Linked DNA regions of Mus musculus: all the other regions are linked to region 3. A link is a contact called in public HiChIP or PLAC-seq data. All regions are on one chromosome and are shown on one strand. The core of a region is the stretch at or near the end of the contact, and the rest is flanking DNA. Distances in the headings are between cores, read along the strand shown. Region 1 overlaps Gm30735 (a long non-coding RNA gene). Region 2 has its middle 53 kb from the start of Gm30735. Region 3 overlaps Trpc4 (transient receptor potential cation channel, subfamily C, member 4).

Evidence for each region. HiChIP or PLAC-seq counts read pairs in DNA pulled down with a chosen protein or histone mark.
Region 1: an H3K27ac HiChIP or PLAC-seq map of VIP interneurons shows a contact between it and region 3, with 4 times the contacts expected there. The contact joins two enhancer-like sites. A contact is called at or near these places in 2 of 484 Hi-C or Micro-C datasets (frontal cortex and nephron progenitors) and 1 of 115 datasets of contacts at active chromatin or transcription factors (VIP interneurons).
Region 2: a contact with region 3 is called in an H3K27ac HiChIP or PLAC-seq map of VIP interneurons, with 2.8 times the contacts expected there. The contact joins two enhancer-like sites. A contact is called at or near these places in 1 of 484 Hi-C or Micro-C datasets (frontal cortex) and 1 of 115 datasets of contacts at active chromatin or transcription factors (VIP interneurons).

What each region holds. Positions count from the first base shown.
Region 1 is chr3:53,728,301-53,733,001 of GRCm38.p6, reverse strand. Gm30735 (a long non-coding RNA gene) reads right to left here. Exons shown (of 5, transcript XR_867291.2): 4 at 2,957-3,047; 5 at 1-362. Among named protein-coding and RNA genes, the nearest start is that of Gm30735, 28 kb to the right of the region's middle. Within about 2 kb of position 2,966, at least 19 of the 459 cell types and tissues checked have an H3K27ac peak or open chromatin away from gene starts, as enhancers often do. A contact at or near this core is called in VIP interneurons, where this site is marked.
Region 2 is chr3:53,753,532-53,758,080 of GRCm38.p6, reverse strand. No RefSeq gene overlaps it. Among named protein-coding and RNA genes, the nearest start is that of Gm30735, 53 kb to the right of the region's middle. Within about 2 kb of position 1,465, at least 19 of the 459 cell types and tissues checked have an H3K27ac peak or open chromatin away from gene starts, as enhancers often do. A contact at or near this core is called in VIP interneurons, where this site is marked.
Region 3 is chr3:54,209,780-54,214,098 of GRCm38.p6, reverse strand. The region is part of intron 2 of Trpc4 (transient receptor potential cation channel, subfamily C, member 4); the gene reads right to left. Among named protein-coding and RNA genes, the nearest start is that of Trpc4, 56 kb to the right of the region's middle. Within about 2 kb of position 2,473, at least 10 of the 459 cell types and tissues checked have an H3K27ac peak or open chromatin away from gene starts, as enhancers often do. A contact at or near this core is called in VIP interneurons, where this site is marked.

The sequences.
Region 1 (4,701 bases), core at 1,717-4,216, 480 kb after region 3:
TCAGGACAGGAACTAAAGCAGGGCTGGAGCCTGCAGGCAGGAGCTGTGCAGGGGGCATGGAGGGGTGCTGGTAACTGGCTTGTTTAACATGGCTTAGCAGCTTTCTTTCTCATAGAACCCAGGACCACCAGACCAGGGACAGCACTCTCCTTATTAGGCTCCCTCGTTGATCACTAATGAGAAAATGTCTCACAGCTGGATCTCATGGAGGCATTTCCTCAACTGAGGCTCCCTCCTCTCTGGCTTGAGCTTCTTGTCAGTCAAGTTGACCCTCAAAACCAGCCAGCACAATGTCTGACTCCATTTTATTAGAGGAAAGATGAAAGTCTTCAGTGACTCTTATGTTAGCCAGCTTTCTGTCACTATAACAAAACACAGGAGATAATCAAGTTATAAAGAAGAACGATTACTTTTTCACTTGGACTTCTAGGGGTTATAGCCCTAAATAGATCGGCCCGTTAGCTTTAGGTGTGTGGCAAAGTAGCAAAGAGATTCAGGCAGAAGAAACCTGCTTTCCTGGTGGGTGGAGGGTGCACTGAAGCAGAAAGAAGACAGAGAGGAAGAGATCAGAGAGCTACTGACCCCTGAGGTCATTCACCGTCCTACACAATGACGTAATGACTTTCCACAGAGCCTCAACTCTAAACCTCTTCTTAATTACACCACCATGGAACCAAGCTTTTGACTCATAGGCCTCTTAGGCAAGCATTCAAGATGGAGCTGGAGCAAATGACATTGTCACTAGTGATTAACACTGCCTGTGTGAATGGGGTTCCTAGAGCAAGAACACTATCTGGAGGTAAGTAACTCATAACCCACTCCCCGTGATTTATTATTCTCCTTTATTCTCTATATTGCTGCCTTGCCTACATCTGAAATAGTTGCAATGTCTATTTTTGCTTCCGTATTCTGGCATTTACAAGAAAATCCCCCACTCTAAGGAACCTCCTAATAGGTTACCCAACTTTAAATGTGTCACTTTTATGCCTGATGTGTGCACTGATGATTCTCTGTAAAGATCTCATCTTACAAATCTTCTAAACCAAAAAAAAAAAAAAAAAAAAAAAAAAAAAAAAAAAGATACAGCTCATGAGTAAAAAGAAACCAGTGAGGGGAGATAATAATCCTAATTAATCAAAATAATCCTATGTAGTTGCAGGATGCTGTCTCCTCCCCAGACTGCCACATAACCAAATCACAGCGGGGAGTCAGTCTAGAACTCAGAGCGAGCAACTTCCACATAGCGTCGCGGTGGTTGTGTGCTCCACCATAGGGTTCTTTCCCCCAAATGGCCTTTTCTAACCTACTTGATGTTCTTGACGCTGCAGGTATTCTAGAATGTTTCTCTGTAGGTGACTGCCCTCCCTCCACTGCCCACCATCACACATTTAATCCACCCAGCTGGTTTCTTACACAATGTTTTACTTCAAATTTCATCTCAACCAAGCTGTCTCCTTTCAAGACTTTACCACCTCAGAGTATTTCTTTGGGGAAGTAGGAGTCTGTCTTTCACATCTCCATTTTCCCACCTAGATTATTCATTTGGCATATTGTGTATTTAATCTCAATGTATAGGTACAATAGATGCATATTAAATATGAAATACAAATTTAAAGAAAAGATTTATAGATGTTAGCTAAGAAGCCTGTTTCTCATTTCTGACTAAAGAATAAATCCTGCAAAATGATCAAGTCTTAAATCCAGAATGGAGGGAAATCTGTATCAATAGTGAATCCATTTATTTGTTTATATAACCTATGTAGATTGGTTTGTTGATAATTGATAATTATTCATCTCCTCATAATTATCGCAGCTATATTTTCTCCCATGTGCATTTTAATATTTATTTTCTGAAGACCAGATGGAGAAGTACATCCATCGATGCTTAATTATTTTTTCTCCCTATGAGATTTTAAAACTATACAGCGAAATAATTTCCTAAATAGAGAAGAAATACAAACGTATAAATGTTTCAGTGACACTTCGGGCTTATTTGGATTTCTTCCCTCAGTGTACTGAAGCTTGCTACCATTATCTGGAGCATATTGTCACCTTCAGAGAAAGCCCCTTCCCTCCTGTCAGAAATTGGGCTGTGAACGAACCCCAGCTCTCCAGCTTTCTTTATGCACAGTCCTCAGAAACTGTCATCCAAGTGAGCCCTTGTGGGGAGCGCCATCATCAAAGGACCCAGAAGCATAGTGAGGCTTAAAGTGTCACTCATCAGAGAGATAATGATGCTTTGGAGACCCCGTGTCATTTGATCATTTCTTTTTTCCTAAGTGCCATTAAGTCCCTCTTTGGCCAAGCATAGGGCTTAGCAAACAATGTGTAATTCAAACTCCAACGAGATTGGGCAGGAATGCACACCAACTAATCACAGTGGTGGCAGAGCCAGAGAGCAAAACTCTTCCGCCTGCTGTTTGCTGCCTATCAGCAACACACCACGGGGACTCCCGCCAAAGTGGCTTATCTGAAAAGACAGAGTAAGTGCTAAGACAGAGTTGCTAAAGCTTGTGACCATGATCAGTGGTCCCTCCTTGAAGAATTGTGGTCGAGTTAAACATAAATCAGAACCATTAATTAAGAAAAGCATCTACCGAGTCACCAGGGAGAAAAGTAGCTTGCAATGACCTTGCCAGCAGAGGCAGAAACCCTGAGCCCCAGCAGGTGTCGGGTCAGTGTGGGGCCCCTCAGCTGGCCCTTGCTTCACTTTCCTTGTATCTCTGGCCACTTACTCTTCACCAAGGGGTTTGCCTTCTGTGTTTGTTGTTAAACCCAACAGATAGCAGATGTTTTGATCTTCTTTCACCTTTGGGAAAATGCCATGCTTCTGCTCTGTGAGTCTCTGTTTCTTTGTGGGCCTGTCCTTTGCCTTCAGGTAATGTAGCTCAGTCTTTGGTGGGCTTGCCTTCGCCTTCCTTGGGCGCTTCTAGACTCTTCCCCTCTCCTGACTCACCCATCCACAGGCTTCCTCATTAGGTCACAGCTGGGCACCCTGGGCTGGAATTTCCCGTGTCCCCACTGGGTGGCGATCTTCAGCATAAGAGCTGGAAAATAAATGCCCAGAGATTTTTTTTTCTTTTTTAAGTTTACTCAGTTTATCAATTCAGAGTGGCTTTTTTAAATCTGTTTTTCGTTCACCTCATTTTAGCTTCCTACAGTTGTCACTGATAAGATTCCTCAAATATGTGAGTTTCGAGTTTATTCTTAATGCACTAACTTAAATAATTGTTCCTCACACGCGATCTATGTGTCTACAGTAACAGCCTACACTGGAACTCACCATTATCATAATAAATTTCACTTTAATTTGAACATTCTCTTAAGCTTAAAAAAATCAAGACATATTATACGAAACCAAAGAAGCTTCTTTTAAAATCACTCATGTGTAAGACAGGACAGCGGAGAAACAGAAAATACATACATACACATAGACGGGTTTAGCTTTCAGTTGATCCTATAACAAATCTCCGTAAGCCCAGTGGCCTAAATCAACACAAATGTGTCATCTTACAGTTCTAGATCAGAAGTCCAACAATGGCACCCCTGACTAAATCAGGTCCAGGCCAGCGCCATCCCTCCCAGCTTCCACAGCTCTGCCCTCCTTTAAATTCGGAGCCATGACATCCCTCAGACCCTCAGTCTACCATATGTCGCTCCCTGACTATAGCCTGGAAAGACTCATGTGGCAAGACTAGACCTTGCCAGCTGCCTTACAATGGCCGTCTAGTGCCGTGAAACTGGCATCTCAGTAAGCAGAGTTGGGTCAACCACACGGACAATTGGAGAGCGATAAAGTAACCGTAACCCTGACCTCCATGAACGTGAAACAATCAATGCTTAGTTACTTATGGATCTTACATGCTTGGGTGCTTTGTCTGCATGTATGCAGGTATGCATGTATGCATGTGTACTACACGTGTGCCCTTTGCCTCAGAAGGTCACAAGAGGGCACCAGATCTCCTAGACTCGGGGTTACAGTGGGTTGGAAACTGCCATGTGGGCGCTGGGGACAAGACCTTGGCCTTCTGCAGGAACAGCAAAAGCTCTTAATTACTGGTCCATCCTACGGTCCCTGCACAGTTATTTAGTATATCCACTTCACAAGGATAAAGTCCTTACAGTAGTAACATACAGATAAAAAGAGGGAAAAATTCAAATCCATATTTGACCTCAATATATAACATTAAATTTTAAATGACAAATTAAGGAAATGCATTTATAGTTTCTACTAGAATTGGAAAATTGGCTAAATTCCATGAGATAAAAATATCTATTAAAAAATAGAAGAAAATCTCTATTAAGTCTAAAAATATCTATTAAGAATAGAATGAAGAAAGAAGAAAGAAACTCAATCTAAAAACAGGCAAAAATGTTCATAAACAGACCACAAAAAATAAAAGCAAAATATTCTGAACATATAGAAAACTATTCCCAGTTTCTCTCATAGCTGGGCTACTCAGAAAGTTTTTCCTGGGGGGAAAACTGTTAGTGTTAACTTTTTTACATAATTTTAAATTCTTACCTACTTAAATTATGTATGTGGTCAAACAATATTAACTTCAAATATTAACTACAACTCTAAAATATAATATAAAATGAAAGAAATGAACCTACATGGATATAATATTGTTGAGATCAACACAGAGGAAAAAATAGTTCTGATAAGAACTTTAGAACAGGTTTCTATAGATCCCAAGG
Region 2 (4,549 bases), core at 216-2,715, 460 kb after region 3:
CAGGAAAATGCACACACTTATTATATATATAATAAGGTGTGTGTGTGTGTGTATTCCATATGTGTGTATGTATATATATATATCTTATAACAGAAAGCTGCACCTATTATTGATGTGTATTCAAATTGCCAAATTGTAGAACCAATCTAGTTTTGTACTAGTGGAAGACAGTCCTCATCGGTAGATGGTAAATACCATACCATGCCTGTCACATAAACTCGTGATGCTAATGGACCTTCTGTCCATAGACAACTGAATGGGTAAAGGGCACTCTTCATCCCAGGGAATAACATGAGGTTGAACTGGCCTGTGTGTCCCAACCCTCCTTCCCCCTTTTCAGCACTCTCCCTTCTCATCCAACTGTATATGTCTACAAGTTCATGTGAGTTACCCTTTCTCCAGGCCATTGTTCTGATATTGTATTCTTGCACCTGTTTTAATATCAAACTTGATCATATGTCCTTGCCTTGCTGACCATGGTGAATGGCTCGGACCTCTAAGCTTCCCAGCCCTCTGACTGTGAGGTCATTAGGCTAAATCAGTTCTTCAGTGGTAATTCTTTCTGGTCCTGAGCACACAGCTTAATATAACATGGCTGCCTATCATGGCTGACTTCATCATCAATTTGACATAGTTTAAAATCACCATGGAAGCACAACTGTGGATATAGCTATGAAGGCTCTTCCAGAAAAGTTCAAGTGATGATAAGGGAAGACCCACCCTGAAGTGTGGTAGCATCATCACTTGGGCTGAGCTCCCAGACTGAATATAAAGAAAGAAGCTGAGTGAGCCCATGCTGCCATCTCATCATGTGACAAACTGTCTCTGCGCTCCACCATGCCTCCCTTGCCCACCATGATGAATGCACTCTCACACTGGGAGCTAAAATAAAACCCTTCCCTCCTCAAGACTGTCAGTAACAGCATCAAGAGGAGTGACCAATAAAGTACCTATGAGATGGTTATAGGGTGTGAATAAAGTTAAGCCCATTGCCAAAACCAGAACAGATACTGATAACTTTAGTACAGGGGCCATTCCCTGAGAATAAAATAAATACCAAGATTAAGACCTTGAAGTGAATTATATTCCATTCGCCTACCACAGCACGATGAGATTAAAGTGCTGAACAGTTTGTATATACCTCACAGAGCTGAGACGAACACAAAATGCATGTCATAAGCTGGGTTTCATTTGCACTCCTACCAGTGATGGTTCAGTTACAGGATGAAGGGTGGAGGCTAACAAAGCCTAAGGGGTAGTGAAAGCTTACCAAGCTGAGTTAGCATCTCCAGAGATGGCTCTCTTCAGGAGGCAAGGCTGACTTTTGATACTGGAAAGGACAGTGTTTACACAGAGCTGGGGAAAAACAGATGGTTTTGTAGAAGTGGGAAGTATGGGGAGAGGGGAGGGAGGCTGCTGTGTCAGTGCGCTGCTAAAAGCTGATTGGGAGGCAGCGGCAAACGGCCGGTGCTCAGAAGGTCAAAGAGGAATGTAATGAAGCTTTGAAAGTTACTAACTGCCAGAGAAGTTTGAGGGTTTGGGGATTTTTTTTTTATGGTAAGTGAAGCGAATGATTGATTGATGAAATGGGGGGGAGTACACATTCTGTTGATTAAACGTTGACCATTATAATTTTCAGTGTAACAGCTGTGCCTGAAATTGCAGTAATTCAGAATGAAAAATAGACACTGTTGTTCTAAAATAGCCCGGACCATTTGGAGCCCTGCAGCACGAGTCTGTGCTTTGTGGCTTTACCGGGAACATAGTGGGGTGCATGTTCTTTGCCTTTCATTTCATTTCATCATAATGGCTTGTTCTATGGATGGGGAGCTCAAACTGAACAACAGTCTCACAGCGAGGGCTGCTGTGTGGGTTGTGTACAGGAGTAGAAGTGCCAGCCAAAGATGTGAAACCTCTTCCTGTCTACCTTGTGATAATTTTTATGCAGAGTATTTTAATGATGAAATGTGCACGCTTTGTCTACTAAAAGTCTATTGTCAGCTTATTAGCATCTGCATTCTGTTATGTTCCTGAGAAATTAAACCTTAAGTTTAATTTCTGCCTTGGCATCACCTTTAACTCGTTAACCATTCTATACCAAAAGGTAGAAAGAATCCATAAATACAATCTACAAGTCAGCTCATGGCTCCTTAGTGTTTACTTCTCTTCATAATTGATCATCGCTTTAGCCTCCAGTGGCTTAGCACTATCTGTATGGCCAAATCAATTAAGTTGTGTTTCTACATTGACATATAGTATCTCCTCTACTAGCATTATCTTATCTTTTACATTTCTAATTTATGCCCATGATTCCTCATATCAAGGAACTCGAGGCATTACCCCATTATAGAGTTTAGAAATCAAGAAGATGCTGGAACTCAACCAACCTCTGTTTTAGAAGGACAATGCTGGTGCCAGTAGGAAGGTGAAATGGAAGACAAGGAACGAGATGTGCAGGCAATGGGATGAGTTTTGAGATAGATGTTCAGGGATGCTGAGTGCATACAGAGCAAGGAAACAGCAAGGAGACATCTCCAGTGCTGAGTAGAACTTGTTGTTGAGCAAAGAGAAAGAACATGCTCACAGTCTCAGCCAAGCTTACTGAAACTGAAAATGGGCCTCTGCCTACTTTAGGGAGAGGATGGTACCTTTGCAAGGTAGCAGGTTGCCATGGCAACAGTATCCTACGAACTGCAAATAGAGTCCATCGTCTCTGCCAGGGACCAATAGAGATTTTTCAAAAGGCCAGAAACAGCATTCTGGCCTAACTGGTCTTTTGTTATGGGAAAATGATCATCAAATGATCACCATAAACACGGTCAACACAAATTTTATATAAAGATAGATGCTAGGGTATCTCACTGTAGGAAAATGTATTAGTCAGATTCTCTAAAGAAGAAGGGCAGGCAGAAAGAAGGGAGTTTATTAAACTGGCTTACAGGATGTGGTCCAGGTAGCCCAACAATGCTATCCCACACTTGAGATGCTCAGTCCACAAGACTGGTATCTCAGGAGTCCCATCCTGGTGCTGATGCTATGGAGACTTCTTCAGTCTATGTTGGCAGCCCAGAGAATGCCAAAGTCACAGTGTAGATGGACTTGCCAAGAGAAGTAAAAGCAAGCAGGCTCAAGGCAAAGGCTCCTTCTTGTGTCCACATTCATCAGGGCTTGCACCAGGAGATGCTGCCCACATTATGGATGGGTCTTCCAGCTTCACACTGTCTGATGAAGAAAATCCCTCACCGAGTGCCCAGTCGCTTGTGTTTTAGTTGATTCCAGATGCAGTCAAGTAGACAAGCGAGATTAGCCATCATGGACAGTACAGGTACCTAGCTCCCCTTGGCTCACAGTTCTCATCTGATGTTCAGAAAACTCATAGCACAAGTGAGTGGAATGCCAGCCACCAGCAGCAGCAGCAGCAGCATTCAGGGAGCAACATAGTGCAGCAGTCAAGATCATGGACGCTAATCAGAATGCCTGGACTCTTATTGCTATAATTTTTAATACACTTTTAGTACACTGAGCTCAGGCAAGATAATTACTCTTTCTGTGTTTCCACTCCCTTCTCTGTAAAACAAGGAAATCATGAACGACCTTAACTACTTCACAGATTTGGCATGGAGACTAAATGCACTAATATTTGTAAAGTACAGACAAGACACACAGTAGGTAGTGTTAAATGAGTAAAAATGTCTTCATTAGGCTCCTCCTAGATTTATAACTTCACAATAGCTCCCTTTTCCTGGTAGTTTTCAAATCCTTTTTTAAAAAGATTATTGTTTGTTTGTTTGTTTGCTTGCTTGCTTAATGTGTATGTGTCTAAGTGTCTGTGTGTCCACTGCATACATGCAAATGACCTTGGAGGCCAGAGGAGGGTGTCAGATCCTCTGGAACTGGAGTTATGAGCAGTTGTGAGCCACCAGTGTGGGTGCTGGGAACCGAACCCGAGTCCCCCAGAATGGTGCATGCTCTATGCACCGAGACCTCACTCCAGACCCTGCTTTTCAAAAATCAATTTACTTTTATACTTTATTGTGTTTAAAGAAACCAAAGAGAAAGTTTGGTTTGTGTGGTAGGGAGGAGGACGCCTGGAGACAAATAGACCCTGGAGGCTAGCTTGTCAGCTATTCTAGGCCAATTAGAGGGCTGCAGGTCCCAGGAGAAATTCTGTCTATAAAACTAAGGTGGAGAATGATAGAGGAAGACATGATGTTGATCTCCGACTTCCACATAGCACACACGTGCTTATAGTCACTCCCCATCCCCACCACCACACGCACGCACACACACTCACACCCACATATTCATGCCTGTGCATGTTCACACACACACACTATTCAAAAAGCCTTAAAATGTATTGGAAGCCTCCTGTGTTTCAGATTCTGCTCGTGGCACTGGCCCATTTAATCCTCACAAGAACCACATGGCGTAACTGGCAGCTGGAGGCAACTCAGAAACTCAGAACGAACCATTTCATAAATGGTCAGGTTAAAGCCAATCTAAACCCACATACCCTTGATTCTAATGTTAATAACTTTAGGACTATGAT
Region 3 (4,319 bases), core at 1,224-3,723:
GAGAATCCTGTCTCCCATAGATAGCAAAAGCAGTCTGCATCACTCTTTGCCATGATAGAAATTTGGAGAATACATGGATGTTTTTCAAAACATAAACATTGGAGAAAAGCAAAGCTTTTCTGCATTATCTACACGGTACCAGACATGTCCCTTGTCTGATCCTGCTGTATCACAAAATCTCACTTGGTGAGCCAAGACCCACTCCTTCAGGGGGACCTGGCATGTTAACGTCAAATTCTATCACCATCTCCTTATTGATTTTTCCTTCTCCTTCCTCTTTAACCAACTGTATCAAACATCCAAACACAGTCCAAGCATCCTCACTGCAGTGACGAGCATGGTAAAGGTTGACTGTATTTAAGCTGCCCTTTCCTCTAATGTGGGTGGGTGAAAGGAGAGGTACTGTCAATTATCCATGAGAAGAGATGAACAAATACTTGAAGAAGCTGGCAAAAATAGTAGCACATAATATGTGAATTCCATTTCCTTGTCTCCTTAAAGGTTCTTACAGAGCTCCGTGGACCTCCCAAGGAAGTGATGCACCCGAGATTAATGACATATCCATGTCCATTGTCAGCTTTGCAAATGATTTTAATTATTCATCGTTAATATATTTGCTTTAAGTTACATTAAGCATGGATTGATGGAAGCCTATGTAAAGTCCTGCTTCAAATGAAATACCCTGACAAATAGAAATGCCATTGATTTTGGGGAGTTCAGGGGGCACATGGGAAATACAACACCATGCGAACTTTGATGGCAGAGTTTAGAGATAGGGATATTTGCATCACATGAAATAGGTTATGGACAAACACATCTCAGCTAGTTAGCTGACATCGTGTAAATGTGCCTGGACAGCTAACACATATGAAACACCATGCTCTATGGTCTGTGCTGAGAACTTGTGTCCCACCTTGGTCAATCTTCAAGGTTATTATTAATTTTTTTAGAAAAATGTTCTGTTTTATACAAATGAGAATGGCAGGTCTTAGTGAAATTATTTAAGAATCAGGTCCATGGTCATAAATCCATGCAGCCTGACTTTAAATTATTTGATATACTATACATTTCTGTTTGAAAATTTATTTTTTATTAAAGTGTGTGTGTGTGTGTGTGTGTGTGTGTGTGTGTGTGCGTGTGTGCACATGCATGCATGCTAGGCATGGATGCTGGGAACCAATCTCAGGGCCCTTGGAAGTGCAGCAAGCACTCTTAACCTATGAGCCATCTCTCCAGCCCTGAAACTGTGTATCTTCTGGCTAAGACAGCCAGGACAGCCTGAGGACTGCTCCTGCTCAGGCACTGAGATAGGATGAGCCACATTAAACCTTGCCTCAGCCACTTTTAGCTACATGAAAATAACAAAGCCAGTCAACGCCTTTCTATTTCTGCTCTCCCATTCTCTAATGCACACATTTATTTCAGATCTTTCTCACTATAGATTAAGATTCAGAGAAACATATAGCAAAGACTTCTTAAAGTTTACTCCCCAGGGTTGTGGTGGAGCTGAAAGGTGAAACTCTGTTGATCTCTATAAATCACCAAACAGAGGTCGTATGTATGACAATGCTGGGGCTGTTTGGAGAAAGAGCAGAGAACTGTCTTGTTCGGTTTCTCCAGATTCATTCGCTTCTCCTCACATAAACACAGTCCCAATTATAGTACTTGATTCATCTGCAAGGTAGAACAGCCATTTCCTGGCGGGCCGTTTCATAAGCACATATGTCAAGGTTTAGAGGGATTTCTGTCACTAGAATTTCAAGCTATCGAGCCAGAGCATGAAGATCTTTGCTGTGAACTGCTATGTACATGTTCCAATTGGTGATCACTGAACATTCTCTGCATGTATAGATACTGTAAGTTACAGTGAAGAAAAATCTATTAAATGACCCTTAGAAGATGTTAACCATCGGAGTTTAACTATAATTTCCTAGGAATTATCATGCTAACGCTGGCCAATTATTTCCATTTATCTCAATGATGTTTTGCCATCTCCTGTTTGGAACTCCCCAGTCCTTGGGCATCCATGACTGTTTTTCTTGGGATAGTAGGGTGTGGGCATAGGTATTGTTCCAGTAACTACAGTTTTCAGAATGCTATTGAAGGACAACACCTGTTCTTCAGTTTTTCTCATCAGCAGAAAAAAAAAGTTGAATAAAGTCTTGACTTGAGAGTCTCTTAAGGATTAAAATCAATCAAAGTTAGAGATAAAAGCTTTCTATATGTAAAACTTCACAAAGCATAATCTGGTATCAACACTGTGATTGACATCTTCACCATAACTGTCATCTCTATGGTAGCCCTCTCTGAGTCTCCCCAGGTGGCATGCGTCCATTTCACTCTTTAGCTGTGTTCCTACTGAGAATCAATAAAGCCAATGTCCCCTCTGTTCTCTGCACAGCACTAGCTGTTCTGCTGGCATGAACTGTGGGTGGTAAATGTGAAAGTCTATGTTTCCAGCCATTCAGTAGCTGCTTGGTGCAGCTGGAGCTCCTGCCACTCATTCTGCCAACTTCCAGGAATATAGCAGTGTGCACAGCAGATAATGCCTTTGTCTTCATTCAGAGAAATAATAAAGACACAGGCCATGAGTAAACAAGATGATGGATATATTAAAAATGGAAGAACTATAGAGTTCTCTATGAAAACACAGTGGAGTGAGAAGAAAAGAAGCATAGAGCAGAGCTTGAATTGAAGCTCTCTGTGGGCAAAGGGAAATGAGGCTGCAACAGCAAGGCATGAGAGGATCAAGTGACGCCTATGTGACTAAGGGCAGAGCACTCTTGGAAGAGGAGGCTATGGGCATGAAGACAACAATGCCTGGGCATGCCTGGAACTTTGGGAAATTAAAGAGAGGACAGTTGGTTGTGGAAGAGTGTAGATGGCAATATTAGATAAATGTAGAAGGTGATACACATGCAATCGGACTCATTTTCAGAACTGTGGCTGTTACGTCATAATAAAATGAGAAGGGCATTGGGACATTGGGAGTGGAGGGACAACTCTGCAGAACCACTCTGTCATGTGCATTGAGAATGAGCTACAGGGATGGAAGATACACTAAGGAGGAAGATGCCAGTCATCAAGGTAGATAATTCTGGGTAGGTATTGAAGCCACTGGGATTTGTTAGTGGAATATTATAGATCTGAGATGAAATCCCACACAGAGAGGTCAAGGGTGACTGAACATCCAGACATGAGCAGAGCAAAGGAAACTTCTTGAGAGCATTCTCAAAGAAGGTGTTTAGAGACAGAAGAGAGTTCAAGATACAGTCTTTTCAAGTTGAACTTGAAATGACATTAGGAATACGGAGCTCTCAATGTTGATAGTTATCAGTATACAAGCAGAATTTAAAGCCATGAGCCTGAACATCATTTTACAAGCAAGAAGTGAGTGCAGGAAGAAAAATAGTTAGAGATTTGAACTCTCTGACATTTCAAATTTTAGACTTTGAGAAAATGAGTGAAGAGCTGTAAAGGGTATGGAGAACCCAGACAGTGAAGCGTGCGATTGTGCAGTGTGGAGTGCAGGATCCCGAGGGAGATAGGGCAGAATGAGACTATGGAATTTCCCTTACAATCAAATCTATTAGTACAAGACAAAACAAGAGGTATTACTTTAAGGAGTAGGAAATATCTCCCGTGGACTTGCTATCTGTCTGGGGAAAGAAGACAAAGAGTTAAGCATGAAGACAAGTGGGAGTCTCGTGTACTCACTCAAAATGAATCAGCATGCCTTCAGAACAAAACTAGTCCAGATGGCTCCATGCCTTGCTTCAGCCCTCTCTGGGTTCCTGGTTATAAGACAGAGGAGGTGGAGACTGGATTTTTTCCAGACAATATTACAAAAGGAGTGTGTCAGTCAACATCCATTACTGTCTCAAGTACTTGTGATGAGCAGCTTAAAAAAGACAAATGGTTGATTTGGGTTCAGGATGAGAGGATTCAGTCCATGGCAGATATCCTGGACGATTGGGTCTGTGGAACACATCATAGTGGCCATGGAGGCTTGTTAATCTCATGGTGTGCTACCCATGACATAGCACCTCACACTGGCCCCATATGTTAAGGTCCCACCGTTCCCTCTAGCACCATGAAAGGGTGCTATACAACTACAGCAAGGGATGAGGGGAAACCTGAGTCTAGATGGGAGGCACTGATGATGAACCATGGGACATGCGATGCCACAGGCAAGTGGAATCACAATGCATTAGAATGTCACTTCTAGAAGGAAGGAGCAGGAGTGAAATCCTGAGCCTACAGATTTAGGAAAGATGATCCAGGTGACCTGAGAGAGATGATAAAGAACAGCCCTCATG